Regions from separate parts of the Zea mays genome. Here all the other regions are linked to region 2. Evidence: chromatin contacts called from public Hi-C data. All regions are on one chromosome and are shown on one strand. Each heading gives the region's core, a stretch centred on a gene start, on an enhancer-like site or on the middle of the called end of the contact. The rest is flanking DNA. Distances are from core to core; before and after follow the strand shown.

Region 1 (3,462 bases), core at 373-2,872, 430 kb after region 2:
TGTTCTTTAGCTTCCGCATTTACATTAAGCATTTAAGTTTCAATCTTGTCTTTATACTTAGATTGTTTAGGATTGAAACTTAGTCATTGCGGTAGAGATAGCAACACTTAGACAAAACCTAGTTTGCACATTATAGATTGTTTATTTGCATAGGTTTTGCTCTAGGGATTTATTTGTGGCCTAGTTTAGAGAAAGTTTTATAAGTCCTAATTCACCCCCCTCTTAGGCGTCACCTATAGGGATCAACAAGTATCAAGCAAAGTTCAAGAACGAAGAATAGTCCACGAAATAGGTGAAGCCGACCGAGGCAAAGCCGAGAGTAGATGATACTTCAAAGAGCGGCACCACTCCAGAGAAAGTTGATACTTCGAAAGCTAAAATTACCCCTGAGAAATCCAAGGGTAAAGAAGAGGAACGAGCTAAAAACTTCGAAGAGGAGATGACTGCACCAGCCAAAGAGCTATCCATTGGGCCACCTGGATATATTATTCGACATGCCCCAGGAAAAGAACTATCGGCTGAATAGATTGCCGAAGCATAAAACTATGCCGAAACGCTTAGATATCCATTGGGTTCACTTGTTTATGGCGGAAACGATGAAGACGACTACCCCTATTGTCTTCCAGATAGTAGAGAAATTGATGTATGTTGCATCATGATGGATAATAACGGATATCCGAAGCTTAAATGTGGGCTATCTGTAATGACGAAAGAAAACCTTGCAGATTGCTTGGCCTACAATAGCCTAATACTTTGAGCCAGCACATTTTATGGTGTAATTTTTATTTGATTTTCATTGTGTTGTACATGGACTTATTTTAAGCAAGGCCTTGAAAGCGCAGAAGGATGTCGAAGAAGCAAGTGCCCAAATGGTAATAAACAATTTGCGATCTGAAGTTATCGATCTTCGGCATAATGTTGAAGAAAAAGAAACAATGTTAAATAATTTAACTAAGGGTCTTATTGAAAGTTGAGGAAAATGGTAGTAAAATTTGAAGGCTAGAGTCAAAAAAAACCTTTAAAGCGTAAGGCGTATTAAGGAGCTTAAGGCTCAAATAAAAAAGAAGTCTGCGCATAAAGCCGAAATGGCTATGCCGAAGGGAAAGCTTGAAGCTATGAATGAAAATTTTAAATTAGAAAAGGAGAAGAAATATGGGGTTTAAAGCCAATAATCATGCCTCCAATACACTTCGCGGTGTGGTAGACGGGCAGTAGTAGGGCTGGAAACGAGCCTCGGCTCGGTGCCTGAACGAGTTCGGCTCGTCTATTCCACGAGCTGGCGAAAGAGACTCGGCTCGGCTCGGCTCGACCTTGGCTCGCGAGCCGGCTCGCGAGCCATATTTTGATACTTTTCGTTGCATTATTTGGTGAATTAACATTATATAAATTTGAAATATAGAATCATTATTCTACATTATGAGTAAATTAAATTATAACTTGTAATATATTCATCATCAAAGACTAAAAAATGTGCAATTATCCATAAAATTATCTAATATTTATTATTATTCCATAAATTGACTATTTTTGTAAAGCTCGCGAGTCGGCTCGGCTCGGCTCGCTGCAAAAACGAGCTCGAAGAAAGGACTCGGCTTGGCTCGTTCGAGGCTCGCGAGCCTTCCAGCCGCCACATTAGCGCCCAAAGCACCCTCCGGCAGTCCGGCACAACCGCAGAAATATTTCCGGTCCTCCCCATTCTCAGCCGCCCGCTAGGGTTTTAGTGTTTTAGCCTCCTGCGTCCCTCCCCTGTTCCCTCAACGCTTCTCTCCTCCACCTCTTCTCGACAGCCGCTGCCACCCGGAACCTTCTCGCAGCGACGCTATGTGGGCTCTCCGCCGAGCTGGTAACCCCCTCAGGTAGTGATCCTCCCGAACGCTGGTTGTCCGATTAGATATCCTGTTGTCACCTTCACTCCCTCCTGCATCCGTCGTGTTAGCAGTCTATTTGATCCGCGTAGGCCTGCTTATTATCTATGCTTATTGCGTCACAGCGCCAAGTAGGTCCGTTCCTTTTTTATTATCTTTTGCTCCCCGAAATGTGTGATCCCCTGTTAGTAGGTCGCGATTGCTTGGAAACACATGGGTACAACATTATGAGCGGATAAAGTTTAAATGTGTGCCGATTTCAGGATAACTGTATCTATGTACCCCCTCCATTCTTTTTTATTTGTGGCATTTTAGTTCAAAAATGAACTACCGGCCGACAAATATTCGTGAACAGAGAGGTAGTATTTGCCAAGGTAAAGAGTAAATCATCAGCATCTGATACGGTCTCTTCTCTTTTTTTTGTCTATATATATCTCGAGATTAGCTATTACAAGATCGCCAGATGTTTTTTTTAATATAGAGCACTTTCACATACTTGTTTGCTCAATTTCACATTCAATTGCATGTTCGGCTTTCATGTTTTTCATTAGCACACATGTGAATGCATGCTCAGGATGGCCCTCCTATGCCATGTTGTGCATGCAATATATTATAATAATTGTTTGCATCTTTGACTAACTACTTGATTCTGATTCAGGTTCCATGCCCAAAAAGTTGTGAGTCCCCGTGGTTGTGCGAGCCTTGAGGTGCTGCTAACTGCTGATGCAAAAAATGTTGAAGAACACCATGAGGCAGACTGTCAGAAAGTGTGCTACTGTCATAAGCCAAAGCCACCATCCTTCTTATTGTCATTTTCATCTGGCCAATTTGCTTGGAGTAGGGGTTTCTCCTCTCAGCCAGGTGCAAATTCTAGTGACAAGGATGATGAGTTAGAGGATGTATTTTCTGATCTCAATGTTCCACCAGAAGCTGGTAAAAAGGATGCTGGGTTGACATCTGAAGATACTTCTGATGAGGATGCCACTGATGAAATTGGCTTGCCTAGTATGGATGCTGATGCAAAACCTGAGACGGAGCACATTAAAAGGACTTTTGGTTCCACCCTTCTCAAGACTGTGTTGGAAGCTCCAAGGCATCAAGTCACTTCAGCGCTTGAGAAATGGGCAAAGGATGGCAATGCACTTGATAGGGGCGAACTCTATTATGTGCTCCTTAATCTTCGAAAGCGGAAGTGGTACCACAAAGCCTTGGAGGTATCTAACATTTAACTTACTGAGAGGTGGTTTTATATTTAAATTGGGTGCAAACATTTAGTATGCTGGATTGGATGTACTTAACCAGGAGGTGGCTCAATATTTAAATCTTTTAAGAACACAGTACAGTGGATAGTATCTGAAATGAATGGTATGCTTTACACCTTAACTTGCAAAGCTGCAATGGCCTGTTCAAGGTTAAACTATATTTAGCCAGCAGCATAGAAGCGTGTTTTCATGTTGGAAAACCTGCCAGGTACGGGCCGGTGCTCCCAGGCGCATAATTTGCTGAGCCTGGGGTCTGGATTACTAGCTTGCTGCTCAGCTGCCTGGCAGTGGCAGGCAGCATCCAAGCAGGCTCCTAATGCTGAAATGTAGGGGTT
Region 2 (3,387 bases), core at 861-3,360:
CCAAATAAATACAAAGATTTTGCTGCATACAGAAACTCAAACACACTTATTTGCATGAGAAATCATCCTCGGGTCAGGTTTCAGTGCAAGCTTCTTTTAATATGATGCAGAAGCTACACTACTAGTGTTAAACATCACAACAAATAAATAACGACACTGAAGAAATCAGTGATAGCATTGTAGCAGCAAGACAAAAAATTGTTTAAAGAACAGTATTTTCAAATAACCATCAGTATAAACTAACTTCAATGTTGCCAACATCAGTAGATTATAGTCAATTTGTACTGATGGTTATCTGAAAATACTTTTCTCCAAAAAAAATGTCTTGCTGGCTTGCTGCTACTGTGCTTCACTGATTTCTTCAATTCAATGTGTTCTTATTTATTTGTTGTGATGTTTAGCACTGTTTTATGGAAGCTTAGTAGCCTCTAAAAGGACAAGCCTAACACAGTGGTGAGAATCCTTTCCACTGAGCCAAAGTGGGTTCGACGCAACCTCTGTGCAAAAATGCAGGGTTGGCTTGCCTTGGTTGTTCCTTCCCCAGATTCCACTCATTTAGGAGCACTGGATGTCCTTAGTAGCCTCTAAAATGTGGATGGAGCTAGCTGAAGTGTTTAAACACAAGGTATGTGACTTTAAATCAGATGCAAAATGTTGGATCTGTGAGAAGAGGCATGGGTGTGTTAGCGTTTATCTCCGCAGCGATGTGGGGCCTTTGGAAGCTCAGAGATTCTGTGTTTTCAGGATGGCAGATGGTGTGGTATGCAGAAGTTGTAGTGATTCATCTTCTCTTTGCTCAAGTCTTAGGAGTAACTGTGCTCCACTCGCCACCTACAGCAGTTCAAAGCTGTGGATGGTGCATGATCAATTATGAGGAACCAATCTGAGCATGGATGATATTTGATTTTCCTACCATGATTTACTTTGCATAGCCTTGGACGTGGTGTCCTGTGTGACATGTGTTATGTTCCTTTTGTTTCCAAACTTTGAAACTCCGATGGGTGTTTATGGTAGGGGTGTCAGATGTGGCCGTTGATCTCTGGTATGTAACAAACCTGAACCATCACTATGGTCCTGAATGAAATGCTGATGGACCAGGGTAATCTGCTGGAATTGCAAAAAACTTCAATGTTGACATCAAATCAAATGACTGTTGTTGCTTGAAATCTATAATTAAGCATAGTATATGAACAAATTTGCTTCTAGACAAACAACAAAAACATACTAGAATAAACCAAATGAGGGACATCTTTTCCTGGCACAACATATCCCAACCCGCAGTGAGAAGCAACGTAAAATTATCCCTAATAAACTTGCACTAAAAATACAAGCACTACATTCAGTGAATTCCATCACATATTATACTACCATCAGTTACCATTACCAATCCCAGCAGCACTAGCTCTCAGACCAGCACACAACAAAATTCACCAAACTGTGTCCCAACTCTTCCTCAAAATAAACCACCTCCGTGCACAATGGCATCTCCGGTATAGCATTTCACGCAGTTACTGCAACTAAGATATCGAGACACTCAGTGAGACTGCAAAAACCGGAGTTCCACACAGAGAAATAGAGAATTCCGCTGAAAACCCACGAAAAATCGCATCCTTTCGCCACTAGCACTCGCAAGACGCGACCTTCGACACTGAAAATGGCGTTATAGAGCAAGATCTAGGAGATGTCTGACCTGCTCGTTCGCGATCAATCATGGCCGTGGGCGATCCCGCGGCGCTGCACCATCCGGATCAGAGCGCCCCCACACCACACGACCTGATCTCCGGGGGAAGAAAAAAGAAAAACCCAACAAAAGGGAGCATGACAAAAGCAACAGATCAGCACAGATCGAGCAGTAGAGGGGTTCGGCGGCAGGAGATCGAGCGTGAGATAGGGCCGGGCGGTCGGCGGACGTACATGTGACAGCGAGAGCCGGAAGGAGGAGGGGACGGAGGAACAGAGCGGCGCGGCCACCACGCGATGACGAACCCCTCCTGCTCCTGCTTCCCCTTCCCTTCTCTACTCACAAAGCCGCACGGAGACGGGATCGGGTGCGCACGCCGAACAGCGCGAATGGTGGTGATCCAATGGCTGGCTGACACGCGTGGTTTCTCTTACTTCTGGTGGCGGTTACCGGCGGTGGCGCGGAGAGAGGAACCGGTGTTTAATAGAGACGGCGACCAACGGGCCTCTGCGTTATCTTTTTTATTTGAGGTTTCCCAAACAACCATAGACTTTGTCCAGCTTTTACAATCTAGACCACCCTAAATTCTATAATCTACGAAACTGACCCAATTAAACTTTTTTCAACTTCTAGACATCCAAAGACAAATATGTCCCTCACTATTTCTCTCTCCACTAAGGAAACGTTTCTTTGGGATTATAATAATCTAACTTATTTTGAACTAACATATAGTTTAAAATAAGTTAGATTATATAATCTAGATAGATTAGAGCAACTCCAGTAATTCCCTAAAATACTCGCTAAATCTCTATTATCTATTAAGCCAATAACGTAGACCACATCCGTGCCCCCCGCCTGCCCCGCGCCATGCCCACACGCCCGTCCCCTCGAATGCCGCCCTGCACCTGCCCCGCGATGCAATCCCCACCCCCGGCGCCCACCCATCGCACACGCCTGCTACGTAGCCATGAGGAGAGTGAGGGAGGCATCAGGGAGCAGGGAGCGATGGCAGGGTGAGAGATCGACGGCCACGACGGCGGGGCGGGGACCAACATCGTCTTCACGCTCCCGCTCGCCTTCCTCCTCATACTCCTCTTCAGCGATGGCCACCACCTCACCACCATTGCTGTTGTAGGAAGCGAAGGTGGATCCGGTCTCGTCTGCCCCCACCCCCGTCCCCATCTTGGTTGCATTTCCGTAATGGCGTTGGGCTCCTCTCGCTCCAAAATCGACCAGGTAAGCCCTAACCCTAGCACCAGGCTGCATTCCCCTCCCTACATCCGAGCCCTACTCCTCCCTGTGGTCTTCCCCACCGTAGTTCTTCTCGGACAAGAAGCGGTGGCCCTTATCGTGCAAGGACGACCCGCTGCGACTCGGGTCGCATACTCACATCATAGCCCCGACGGCGTTGAGGGGTCCATTGACGGGCACCTCGTCCGGTCTCCTTCTACATGTGCCATGGTGGCGGCCTTGATGTCTCCAACAGCCTCGCTAAGAGGTGAGGATGCAGGCACCAGGCGGAGTGTGTCAGCCACAATGGGCGTTGATGCTGCTACCTCTACTCTGGTGCTGCCGACGATGGGGGGTGACGTGGCGGTTTGGACCACAGGTGTTGGGGACTTGTTCTCAAATGCTTCAAGAACAAGGCAACATAGAAAATGTTAATCGGTTAAGTCCTTCGTCCTACGAAGCATTATTTCCCTTGG
Region 3 (3,039 bases), core at 309-2,808, 280 kb after region 2:
GAGTTCATGTGAAGTGTAAGGCTTACCAAAGAGGATGGTTAGAGCTGAGCATTGCTTTTAAAGTTGGTCAAAATTTTATTAGCAGTTACTAAGTATAAGTAAATACCAACCCAATTAAATAGTAGAACAAAAGTAACAACATCACCTGCGATGCAATGCATATGACAAATTGAATTTAGTTCCATAAATTAATCATGTGAGTGTCCGAGCTGCTCATGACCGTGAGCACGGCTAGTATACCAGTTTTACACTCTGCAGAGGTTGCGCATCTTTACCCACAAGTCATGTTACCCATCTGCCAAGGGATCGCGACTTCCCATACACCTCTACCGAGGAGGCGAGGTAGGGTAACACTACGAGGCCTTTACAAAGTTCCACTAGCTTCAGAAAACCCGCTACAGTTTATAGGAAGCTCCAATGCAGGGTTCTTGCCTGACCGCCATCGCAGCAAAATCAACCAAGGACCTCCCTACATTGACCACTCCCCTACTGCCCTTGCCCCTTTCGGGTAAGGTAGTCTTCCGCTAGCTTTCCTAATTAGTTAGCCAAGGGCGTCCATAAACCCTTGTGGTAGCACTGTTTTCCCGGGTGGTTCTCCATGTTCCAATTAACATAATGATCTTATCATGAACAGTAAATAATAACTGATAATAAAAGATAATCGTGAATAAAATGTATCTCTATACCCAAAACCACATAAAGCAATAGCAGGTACTACCCAAAAATCCAGTGAACAAGGTATAAAGATAGTCAAACTAGGGTAACCTATTGGGTCCCATCAAAATTAACCTATGCAGATCATTATGATTAATTAGAACATGACTGGGTAAAAAGAAGTGATCAAGGGCACAACTTGCCTGGGACTTGAGATTCCAGGTACCAACTTGCTCTTCAGGTGACTCGTAACCTCACGCTAGTCGTCGCAATACAAACATACATGGTATAGACAAAATTAACATCACACCAAACATAAGAACAAACTGCATAATATTAATCTACGCGTCGCTACGAGATCGTGGGAACAAGAATCGCTAAATTCGGAGTTACAGTTAAGAAGTTATGGTTTTATAAAGATTTAAGTGTTGGACACAAAAGAAATTAAGTGCATAAATTATACCCATGTTTCATAATAAAATAAGGTTACCAGATGATAAACAATATTATTATGAATTTATAGCAACTGCAATAAATTAATTCAGAGCTAAGATGAATTAAATATGAATTAAATAAGATTCTAGGTTTATTTTTATGCTAAAAATCCTTTTTCTAAATAAATTCTAAATTCCTCATGACCGCTGGACTGGGGACACTATTCTCCAGAAGCCCGAGGCTTAATTTGCAAATAACAGGGCCCTAGTCGAAATACTTATACACTGTCGTGGATTGTGGGTTGATTTGTGAATATTTCAGGGCCTCATATGCAAAACGCCTAGGCCGAAAAGGTACGGGCAACGCTGGCCGCGCGATCAAGGCTGAACGCGTGAGATTAGATCTAGCCTATTCCGAACCGGTACGCAATCCGGACTGTCCGATCCCGATCGGACGGTCATGATTTTAAAACGGCGCCAAAGCATAACCCGTGCAGGATTAGAATCGGATGACCGTGATCAATCCCACCGAAGCGGTATCCCTAGGGGCATGTCCGAGCCGTTATACTAAAATCCGACGGCGCAGCGCTCGTCCTCCACCCCGCATCCCCCAACACCGAACAGGAACGGCGCCAGAGTAACCCCGCGGTGGAGCTTCGCCGCCGGTGAAATTCGTTCTCCGCACAAGTGATCAAAACGCACTGGGAGGAGTGCCAAAACACGATTCAGGGTCTAACGCACTCGAATACAGCCTACTTACCAGGGATTACGGCGACGCGACTTCGGTCCCCGACAAGGAACACCCCGCGGCGGCCAAATCTTCTCCTCTCTTCTTCTCTTCGACGGTGGTGTTCCTACGCACAGGAGCTGGGTATGACTACGGTCACAAGCGACCAGAGATTTATAGAGGAGGGAGGCCAGGGGCACAAGCCGAGTCCGCGCGTATGAGAAACACGGACGGGATCGGATCTTGCCGCGCGCAGAGTTCGGCGGATTTCTGTTTCCGCCCGACGAATTTTCAGGCGGCGGGCACAGCTAGCAACGTCCCAGGCGAGCCAAGAGCAGCGGATTACGCGCGCGACCTTTCCCCGGAAATCCCGGCGTGAGCTCCGTCCTATTGGTCTCGGCGGCCGTGTGATTCGCACCGCTGTTGTATACAGGAGAAGATGATCCTGCCGGAGCTTGACGGGGAGGGGCTTGGGTGGCGAGCACACGGAATAGCCAGAGTAATCGAGCAGCAGATATCTCGGCGGGTAGTTGCAACGACTCCAAAGATTGCTGGGATCTTCAACGAACTGGAAACAAAGAGCCTGTATATGCGACTCCACCTATCAACGAAACCAGGCACGAATAGGTTCACTGAGGCACTGGCCAGGGGGCCCGTTTTGCAGCGACACGGCTGAGTGCACAAATGCTAGTCGGATCCATACCAGCGATACGTGGGAGAGCTAGCTAGATGACATCATTGCTTATGTCAGGATGACTTATGTTGCGGCAAGATGAATAAATAATTGAGGCAAAACTAGTGTGGCTATGCGGTTGGGTTTATGTCACGTGGGCCATGCGGGAGAGTAATTTAGCCCAGCCGTTGGCACCCAAGTGCTTATGGGTAGGCAAGCTGTGTGCACACGCGTCTGGGCCAAGCAGTGGAGAAGCCAGCCCAGGCGGGGGTTTAGCTCTTTTCTTTTATTTTCAAACTTCGAATTTCAAATCGAATTCTAATAAAGTTTGAATTCCAAGTTTAATTAGAATGCACAATCAAAGAGAATCTCAACATACAACGTAGAGTTATATACCTATATATTTTAGTCCTTTTATTCATTTAGGCAAATACGGCTCCATTGATAACTCGTGAAAGAATAATATGCTCAAACAAACAAAATATATGTCGTTCTATTATTTCTTACTTGAGTTTTTAAAATAGATTTTAGATTTTTTGAATCTCTTCTAA

The links. Hi-C and Micro-C count contacts between places; a contact is called where the count stands out from the background.
Region 1: a Hi-C map of leaf mesophyll shows a contact between it and region 2, with 4 times the contacts expected there. The contact joins the promoter of LOC103650031 here to the promoter of LOC100280343 in region 2. A contact is called at or near these places in 9 of 25 Hi-C or Micro-C datasets (ear, endosperm, leaf and 3 more) and 1 of 3 datasets of contacts at active chromatin or transcription factors (leaf).
Region 3: a contact with region 2 is called in a Hi-C map of ear, with 2.9 times the contacts expected there. The contact joins the enhancer-like site here to the promoter of LOC100280343 in region 2. A contact is called at or near these places in 4 of 25 Hi-C or Micro-C datasets (ear, endosperm, leaf and 1 more).

The regions. Positions count from the first base shown.
Region 1 is chr3:46,121,508-46,124,969 of Zm-B73-REFERENCE-NAM-5.0, forward strand. LOC103650031 (pentatricopeptide repeat-containing protein At1g80270, mitochondrial) reads left to right here and starts at 1,623. Exons shown (of 3, transcript XM_008675701.4): 1 at 1,623-1,856; 2 at 2,524-3,079. The coding sequence starts at 1,822.
Region 2 is chr3:45,695,305-45,698,691 of Zm-B73-REFERENCE-NAM-5.0, forward strand. It overlaps LOC100280343, which reads right to left and starts at 2,111. Exons shown (of 5, transcript NM_001153269.2): 1 at 1,915-2,111; 2 at 1,691-1,773. The coding sequence starts at 1,712.
Region 3 is chr3:45,974,028-45,977,066 of Zm-B73-REFERENCE-NAM-5.0, forward strand. No RefSeq gene overlaps it. Among protein-coding and RNA genes, the nearest start is that of LOC103650031, 150 kb to the right of the region's middle. Within about 2 kb of position 1,559, at least 15 of the 20 cell types and tissues checked have an H3K27ac peak or open chromatin away from gene starts, as enhancers often do. A contact at or near this core is called in ear, leaf and tassel, where this site is marked.